Linked DNA regions of Anas platyrhynchos: region 1 is linked to region 2. Evidence: chromatin contacts called from public Hi-C data. All regions are on one chromosome and are shown on one strand. Each heading gives the region's core, a stretch centred on a gene start, on an enhancer-like site or on the middle of the called end of the contact. The rest is flanking DNA. Distances are from core to core; before and after follow the strand shown. Region 1 holds the start of DLL1 (delta like canonical Notch ligand 1). Region 2 overlaps PSMB1 (proteasome 20S subunit beta 1).

Region 1 (4,354 bases), core at 115-2,614, 110 kb before region 2:
GCGTGACTGAAAGGCGCCGTGAGAGCCGGCAGGATCCTGCCCACGGCGCTCATTCTTCTCCGGCTTAATTTATGCCACGCGATTCTGTATTGGGGAAATCAAGCAGAAAGCTCCTTTTTCTGCTTTTTTCCCCCCTCTCCCTCTCTCTTTCAGATGCTGGGCTAACGGGGAGACTGTTTAACTTAAGTGTTTCTATAGGAGGCTGTTGTAGTTTAACTCCTGCCCACCAGTAGCTGAGGCGAACAAAGGAGGGACTCGAGGTCTAACTATTCATCCATTCTCTGCACTTTAATTTTCATTGATTTTGAAGACAAGGGGAGCCCTTAGGGATTCTCGCTGAAGGGGGATGACACGCCTTTAGACGCGATCAGCCCCCTAGCCAGCCATCTGCTCCTAACCAAATGGCGCTTTTTCGCTCCCAACCGCGTGTCTCCGCACCGCGCTCCCCCCGCGATGCTGCCCGCCTCCACCGGCTCGGTTTGGCCCGGCCCGGCTCGGTTTGACCCGGCTCGGTTTGGCCCAGCTCGGTTTGGCCCGGCTCTGCCCTCGGGGAGCGGCTCCCACCCCGGGGGTCCCGCTCGATGCCCCCGCTCCCCGGCGAGGCTTTGCAAGCCGAGAGCATCCCATCGGCCGCTATTTCCAAACAAGCCAGATTATGGGAAAAGTCACTTCCAAAAGGGGGGGTAGAGGGGTGGCGGGGGGGCTGCTAATGAGGGCGAGGCGCTGAATTCACCGCCCTGCGAGCCTCCCTCGCCCGGGCCGGGGGGCTGCGGGCATATGGCGAACGGTGCGCCGCCGTTACGTGTGGAGCTATGTGTAGCCGAGTGTGCATAATATTTTAATTAGCCCCCTAGCCCCTCCGCAGGCATGCGGGAGCCCCTCCGCCGCAGCCCCCCGTCAGGTGTCCCCGGGGCCGGCGGGGGAAGCGGGAGCCGCGTCCCCGGCGGCCGGGGCTCGGCGCGGTGCCCGCCGTGCTGCCCGTGTCCCCCCTACCCCCCCCCCCTCACCCCCTCCCCAGGGGCGCCGAGCCCCCCGCCCCCGGTCCCCGACCCCCGCCCGCGGTCCCCCGGGGGCGCCGGGCCGCGCTTGCCGTGTGCGGGGAGGGGGATTACCAAGTTGCGCATGTAGGTTAGCCCAAAGTTGCAAAGGCATGTGCTGATTAGAATAAGAAAGGGCAGTCGCGTGGCTCAGCTGGCACACAGAGAGGCCAGATGATAGATAAGCAGCTCCGGGCCTTCCCTCCCTTCCCCCCCCCCCCCCCCCCCCAGCCCCCTATTTTCAAATCGCAAATCATCTGCTCCAGCCCTATCCTAGCCCCTCATTTTCATGACAATGGCTGTGTGTTTACCTGTGATCCTAGGACCGGCGGGGCATTCCTTTGTCTCCCGATGAGATTACCGCAGCCAGCTGCTCTCCAACCCTTCCCCGGGCAAATCCCAAAGTGGCCCCTATATGTGTTTTTCTGATGGCACACGAGGAGAAAGCGAGCCCCCCCTTCCCCCCCCCTGCCGCCCCCGCTCCCCTGCGCTACTTGTTTGTTTGGGTTTTCTCCCTGGCTCGTTTCCGACGCGATTTTGCTTGTGGGAAACTGCGAGGGATAAAATTGGCCACTCGTGTGTGTGCGAGCACGCTCCCAAAAGGGGAAGGGTTGCGGTGGGCTGCACATCCCTGCTGCAGGCTGGCCGTGGGAGAGGCTCCCCCACTCCTTGCCCCCTGCCATCCTCCAGGCCCTTGGGCTCACCCCAACCAGGGAAGGCGCCTTCCCCTGGCTGTCCCTAGGCTGGATGAAGGTCCGCTCACTCCCTTGACCTCCAATCTGTTGAAACAGCCCAAACCTTCCACCCTGTTTCTTTACCTCATCAGCAGAAGAGGTGTGGTACTTAAATTACCGCATCTTCCGTGCCCTGCTTGGGTGCAGCTCAGCCCTACTGCTACAGAAGTTTGCCCCTTTTAACCCCAGGCTTGCGACCTTAAACATCCTAGAAACCACAGTTCCTGTGCTGACCACCAACCAACCCAAAACACCCTGCGATCCCAAGCACACCACCTGCCCCATCAGGCAAGGCCAGTGTAGGCCCCCTGCGGAGCCGTGGCCTGGCATGCATCAGTGTCAGTGTCCTGGAGCAGGGGGGACAGGCCATGAGCTGGCTCAAATCATGCACACCGGGGAAAAAAAAAAAAAAAAGAGTTATAGCACTTCTCAGAAAAATGTGTTGCACTCTGGCAATGAGATTTCATGGGATGGCTGGAAATATTCCCCTCTGCTACCAACCTTGGTAGCAATATTTACCGCGTTCAGCATTTCTCATGGGGAACCCCCCTCTTCCTTTTCCCCTGGCTTTATTTATCATCATCTTAAGCCAGAACTCCAAAGAGTATGTGCAAACTGCTACTGCAAGGAGCAGACCACTCCTTGCCTGTGACAGTCAGCACAGCGTGCCGCTGTACTGTACCGCGTTTCATGCATGAAGGGGTTTTCTGCTCCCCTGTGGCCCGCAACCCCCCTCGCATGGTGCGCACATCTTGTGTATTGTGTGCTGGCTGCAGCGCAAAACCTGCTGCTAATAAACTTTGGGGGGTGGCAGCAGTCTGGTCGTATGTTTTCAGGGCTTTCCGAGCCACTTCCAATTTGCGTTGTTTCCATTTCTTTCCGCATCTCTCTGCGGCTTCGTACACGCGGGGAGGGGGGCTGAAACTGCTCCGCAGAAGGTGATTACGAGGCAGAGGATGGGTATGGATGGGGCGGGCCCGTGCTTTTGGAAATGCTCTCCCCTTTTCTGAGAGCATCTGCCCGGAGACGAACAGATGTGGGCACCTGCGGTGACAGGCCACATATGCTCCGTCCTATTCACAGGCATTCAGATACGGCCACAATGGCGAGGCTTTGTGCGCGCGGAGTCACCAAATATATTAATCTGTGCTCCCCAGAGCACCGCTCTGTTTAATTTTTCACCGGCAGCAACATCTGATCTCAGCCCTCCATCGGCTCCCCGGCCCCCTCCTTCCCCCCTGAAAACATGTGGAGTTATCCAGGCCCCCACCTGTTGCCTGCAGGGCGGAGGTGGGCCTGCCGCAGGGCTCCCCGCTCACCACAAAGCCCAGGAGACCCAATCTGGCCCCCAGTTTTGCCCTCAAAACCCTCAGATTTTGCCCTCGAGGTCCCAGGGGCCGCTTTGTTGACCAAATCCCACTGTTTTTCCCCCCGATGTGTCAGTCAATAGGTTGCGCGGCCAAAAGGTGACATAAACCTTGGACATGTGGCTTGGGGTTCTGTGTTTTTTGTTGTAGTTTTGTTCGTGGTTTTTGTTTTTTAAACTGCTTCAAGGGGTGTTTTGTTGGCACTTTTTAATTTTCAAACCGCCTCAGCGGGTGTTTTGCTGACTTTTTTTTTATTATTATTATTTTTTAAACTGCTTCACTGCGCGTGCCTCTCTCACATCCCCCTCCCTGGTTCTGCCCGGGTTCGTTCCGGCCCACACCGAGCCCCTGAGCCCCACGGTGCCCGCACGATGCCGGGGGGCACCGAGCCGCGGGCGGCCCCGTTCCCCCACACCACCCCCCCCGGCCGCCATTGCGCTGCCCGCGGCCCCTCAGCGCGGCCCGGCCCGGCCGCTGCGCGCATGCGCAGCCCCGCCCGCGGGGAAGCGGAAGCGCAGGCTCGGGTCAGTGCCGGGGGTGCCGTTTAATGGCCGAAGCGGGTGGGCGGGGGGGGCTGTGGGGGAGCCCCGCTCGCAGCATGGCCCCGGGGGGGGCTCGGCCCCTTGCGGCCGGGAAGGGAGCGGGGGGACCTTGCCCCTTGTCCCTCCTCGGCCCCAGGGTGTTCTGCGAGGGCGGCTGGGGGTGGCGGCAGCAGCGCTGCGCCTCGTGGGGGGACGATAAAATCGCTGAGGGGACGATAAAATCCCTGTGGTGGTGGTGGGGGGGTGCTGGCGACATAAAGTCAGCGGTGTTCGGCCTGCAGAAAGTTCCTGGGGTGTCCCCTGGATCCTGGTGCTTGTGTAAACATCGGAAGGAAGGAAGACACCCCTGATTACTGGGGTGGGGGAGGATTTTCTTTCCTTTTTTTTTTTTTTTCTTCCTGCAGATTGCATTTTCTGAGAATAAAGAACGTTTTTTTAGCCTTGCAGCTGAGATCCCGTGCAAACCTGAGGTCTCAGTTTCACAAAAAAATAAGTATCCGGCTTTAAACAGTTCGTCTGTTGCACAAAGCTCACAGGTTTGCCACTCTTACGAAACGATGTTCCAACATCCAGCACTTCAGTCCCTCTTCTACCATTATTGACCTTCTGCTCAAGGCAGTAGATCTTGTTATGTTTTCTGATACTGTGGTGAAACCCACCACAGTATCAGAATA
Region 2 (4,602 bases), core at 39-2,538:
GTCTGAGACATCTCATCCCTAGCCAAGTAGAACTGCCAATGCCAGAGCTCTGCTTCTAGGAACTGTAAGTGGTATTCTTCTATTTATTCTTCTTATTATTTTATTCTTCTATTTGTTTTGCCTAGCTGTACCTCCACAGTGTACTACCCTGGGCAGCTGTGTAACTAGATAGTGCTCACAGTACTTCATAAAGCATTAATTGACATGGTAGACAGTGCAACACGGCTACTGACCTGATTTATATACACAAAGTACCAGCACAAAACTAAGGAGGGTTGTGAAAAGTCAGGGTATTCCTGAAAAAAATGGCATTGGTATTTCCAGTCCAACAAGCCTGTGTAAAAGCTCTCATCCCCTGTTGGTTCTTCAACCAGACATACTCCACAGGAGAACTGAGGACACAAAATGGCCATCTCGTCTGTACCAGTGCTCCAACTGGACAGCACTGGTGCCCAGTAGCAAGAAAACTTGCATCCCCAGTACCTGCTGTATCTCCCCTCTGACCTGAACACTCAAATCACCTGGCGTTCCTCCTGAAACAACTTACCGACAAGCCTAGACACCTCGAACTAGAACACGTAATTCTTTACGTCTGTTGGACGTGCATTTAGTTTTCATATAAACTTCACCTTTGACTATACGAGCATCCAAATTCGAAATCAGTCTTTTAAATTGAATCAGTGCAACTCTCCTACACATTTGGCATCTATCAAGAACATTAAATTCATTCAGGTACAAATTAGATCCTTGTTTGTTGCCTTTCCTTAGTAACCGTTTAGATCTTGCATATTGGAAACAGAGCTGTCCAAAAGGCAGGCACGTCAACTTGTTAGCGTGAGCTGCTTACCACTGCAACTTTAGTACTATCCAGTCTCACTGGAGTCCAGCAATTGTGCAAAACTAACATTTTTTCATGAGACACTTTAGCAAATCAGCATGGAATTGGTATCAAAGATAGCTGAGCTGAAGGTGCTTTAATTTAATTTATTGAAGTAACAGTGTGTATTTAGTTTAGCATTCCAGGTTTGTGTTTTAAGTAGATGTGAGGTTTTAGTTCTTGGAATTACTGCACAGTGTTCGATTTGCTCAGTGAGGCACAGCCTGTAGCTACAAAATCAAGTCTACAACTGTGCCCGTTTAAGATGGCTTTTGCAAATAATCTTAAGCATCCCTGTAAGTTACTGGAATGCGCCTGGAAGTTCTGACTTGTGGGATCAAGTGACTTCAGCCCGGGATGCTGTGTCCCTTTACTGCGGCTGATCCTTCTGGGACGAGCTGTTCCCTCCTGACACGGCCCAACAGTGGCACCCAGTGGTCAAAGGGTTTCATGAGCAGTAGCAGCTTCCCAAAGTGTTCAAGTTGTCACTCACTGGATTTCCTAAACACATCCAGAGTCCTTTGAAACGTGCCATGTCTTTCACTATTGGTGCCAGTTACCTGCTGTTTGAACTGTCCAGAAAGCCTGAAACTACCGTCATTGATGAAGACTAGCCAAAGCTAAAAAAAAATTGCACGACACCCACAATGCTGCACCCAAGGCAGTCAGCCACCTTCAAACAAGCCACAAGCTTACTGCAGGCTCAAACAGAATTGTTTTTATAAAGATCAAGCATGGCACCTCAAGCAAAGAGATATTTTTTTATATGTCCTTTTCTGAATGAGTAGAAACTGAACAAGTTCCTGTACAACAGATGATTCTGCCCTTGATTACTCATCTCTGCTTTTCTGAAGGTCCTAGTACCCAAGCCAGATTCCCATGGATCTGACTGTCTATGCTTGATGCAATTTCCTGAGAATCAAGTTAGTAGGACTGACAGCTTCACCCTCAACGTTAACAGGCTTCCAAGAATCTCCACGCTAAGCTATTATCCATCAGAAGCCAGAAAAGGACGCTGCTTCCGTTTTGGACACCAACCAAATACAAATGTGGAGGTGAGTCAAGATGCTGAGTTCAGGACTAAACTTTGAAAAGTTCCATGTAACATTCTTCCCTCTTATGCAGATAAATTTGTTTCAGGCAACTCAGATTTATCATCTGTAAATAAATACAGAGGTCAGATGCCAGAACAGCACATCAGAAAGATAAACAAGAAGATGGGAAAAGTAAGCTATGAAGTACGGAGAAGACAGCAGGAACAAACACAACAAATGCTTTTCCTCACTAAACCGAGGCTGAACAGAAAGCATCATCAGAAAAGCTGTCAATCTAATTTTAGCAAGTTCACAATCCTCCATGTTGTAGCATATGGGACTGCAAGAAGAGGATTAAATTGACAATGTAATTAGATCGATTAATAGATGAAGATGAGATGAACCAAATTGACTTAGACAAACATTTAATATCATCCTCGCCACAAATTGGGTTTCTAAAAAATCAACAAAAAACCCCCACACCAAAAACACCACTATCACTTCTACCAGACAGAAAATACTCGGCATTACAGTAGTCAAACTTCTTGAAAAAATTTAATAAGACAAACATCTTCATGATACAGTTAAGTTGTATTCCATAGATTACATGTTTGTATGTGAACTGTATTAGTCTTTCCGCAATTGGATGGTTTCCTCTTTAATTCCATCTTTTGTGACCACACAAATCTTAAGTGCATCACCAGTGTATACATCTCTCTCAGCAGCAGAAATAAAGACATCTTTAACCAGCTGCAAAGCCTTTTCCAGGGTCAGAGGTACATGCTCCACATTTTGCATGTTCTTGAAGCCAATCTAAGAAGAGATGAAAATGCTTTTTAAATGAAGTACATTCCATCTAGCACAAAAGCTGTTTCAATCTCTGCACTAGAACGAGCAGATTTAGACAACTTCAAAAGAAATGATTAGTCTGTTTTAAAAACAGAGTTGGCAAAAGCAGTCCTCCATACAGTTTATAGCTGCGTGATCAGAACTTTACCTATGCTGATATTCATACGTAAGTAAACGGAAGCAGATCTAGTATAAAGCATAGCCTCTCCTACTAATATTCAGCATATGCAAGATACTGATCTGTTTGTTCAGAAACTTCTCACTGGGTTAGCAGCATCAGAACTGCACACAAGCCCTTTCTCCAGTCATTTCATAGTTAAAGCATTTCTTAGAAGCAAGTTTTCCTAAATGCACCCAGAATTTAAAATAATAGCCCATAATAGAACATGATCTGCCCCATTAAATATATTCTAGTCATTAAGTCAATGTTAGAATTGGAAGAGTGATTTACTACGCCTCAAATTCAGAAATGATAAATAACGCAACTTATGGTAGAAAATGTTTTATTCTCTCCAGTTAATGAAGCTCAAAACTGAAACAAAGCTGAGAAACTTTAATTGTTAAGAAAACTGGAAAGATGCTATTCCTTTCTTAGCTGAAAAAAACTAAGTGCTTAAAAAAGCAGTAAGCACTCTTAAGTTGTGTTGGCATCAGGCTCAACTGACTAACAATACCAGCACCAATATCTAAGAACCAAATGAGTAAAATGTGCTTTGGTATTTCTCTCATTCAACGATTAACAGCTTAAACTAAACATGAAGATACTCAACTCTTTTGACAGATATAACATAAGTTTCCAGCAGTTTTATGCAAGTTTTATGCAACATTCTTAGAAAGTAGTGAATGACTTGTACACAACTTGAGAATCTCAAACAGGTATGTTAAGGTGTTAAAATGCATTATATAACCCAATTAATTCTATGATCTTAATTTAGAATTATTTCACGGTAAGTAATAGGCATATTTACATTATCCGACAAGGGAAAAAACAATCAGCTTCTACTGGAAGCCATTTCTCAATTAAAACATTGAACTATATTTTAAACAGAGAGAGCCCACTGTAGCTTATTAAAAACCTTAACAGAATCCAAAAGCAGCACTTCTGGACTTCTCCTGAGAGGGTGGAGGCACACAATTTGTAAATTTATTTTGGTAGGATTAATAATACCTGTAGTACATTTAAACCTTCTTTCAGAAGTAATCCTCCTCAAAAGTAAAACTACATTAATTTGAATGTCACAAATCTTCACCAAGATCATGAAAACCAAACACGCTGAAATTATTTTACCTGGTTATCAAGCAAGGGCTGCAGCATGGCACTCGCTGATCCACCTGCTTTGAAAGTATCTCTCTGGTACGAGCCTACTGGATCAAAGCTATAGACTGCTCCCTTCCCTTAAAGAAAAAAAATACATAATCACAATCCAAAAAGATTCTCTGAAGCATCAGAGTTTCATGAGGACATACTGGTGAAAACACAGCACCTGGCCAGCCTCAAGGAAGTCCTTTACATTGCACTGTAGCTTCCACACAAAAGTCATTATTTTCATTAGGGATTAGTTAACATTTAAAAGTCTCTTTAGAGGAACCTCTCTGGAGTAGGTTTTCATACTTAAGAATCTCTACCACAATGAAAGGCATGAATAAAAGTAAGTGTAGTTGTACTAGTAACATTTCCTTCGTCTCTTCAAGTCTTACCTTCCTCATCAAGTCCACCAATGATGTTGTAAACGTAGTAAGGGAAGAAACGTCGGGAGTACAGGATCGTGGACAGCATTGCTGCAATAGCCCCAGTAGTCATGGTCTTGTTATTGGAATGCTTGTACATCTGCAAACGGCACA

The links. A called contact is a pair of places that touch in the nucleus more often than the background predicts.
Region 1: a contact with region 2 is called in a Hi-C map of subcutaneous adipose tissue, with 2.5 times the contacts expected there. The contact joins the promoter of DLL1 here to the enhancer-like site in region 2. A contact is called at or near these places in 4 of 8 Hi-C or Micro-C datasets (liver, skeletal muscle and subcutaneous adipose tissue).

The regions. Positions count from the first base shown.
Region 1 is chr3:45,430,075-45,434,428 of IASCAAS_PekinDuck_T2T, reverse strand. DLL1 (delta like canonical Notch ligand 1) reads right to left here and starts at 1,364. Exons shown (of 12, transcript XM_038176672.2): 1 at 1,349-1,364. All of the region lies in intron 1 of FAM120B (family with sequence similarity 120 member B), which reads left to right.
Region 2 is chr3:45,319,202-45,323,803 of IASCAAS_PekinDuck_T2T, reverse strand. It overlaps PSMB1 (proteasome 20S subunit beta 1), which reads right to left. Exons shown (of 6, transcript XM_027454202.3): 4 at 4,459-4,588; 5 at 4,049-4,155; 6 at 2,448-2,724. The coding sequence ends at 2,539. Among named protein-coding and RNA genes, the nearest start is that of PSMB1, 5.2 kb to the right of the region's middle. Within about 2 kb of position 1,288, at least 1 of the 8 cell types and tissues checked has an H3K27ac peak or open chromatin away from gene starts, as enhancers often do.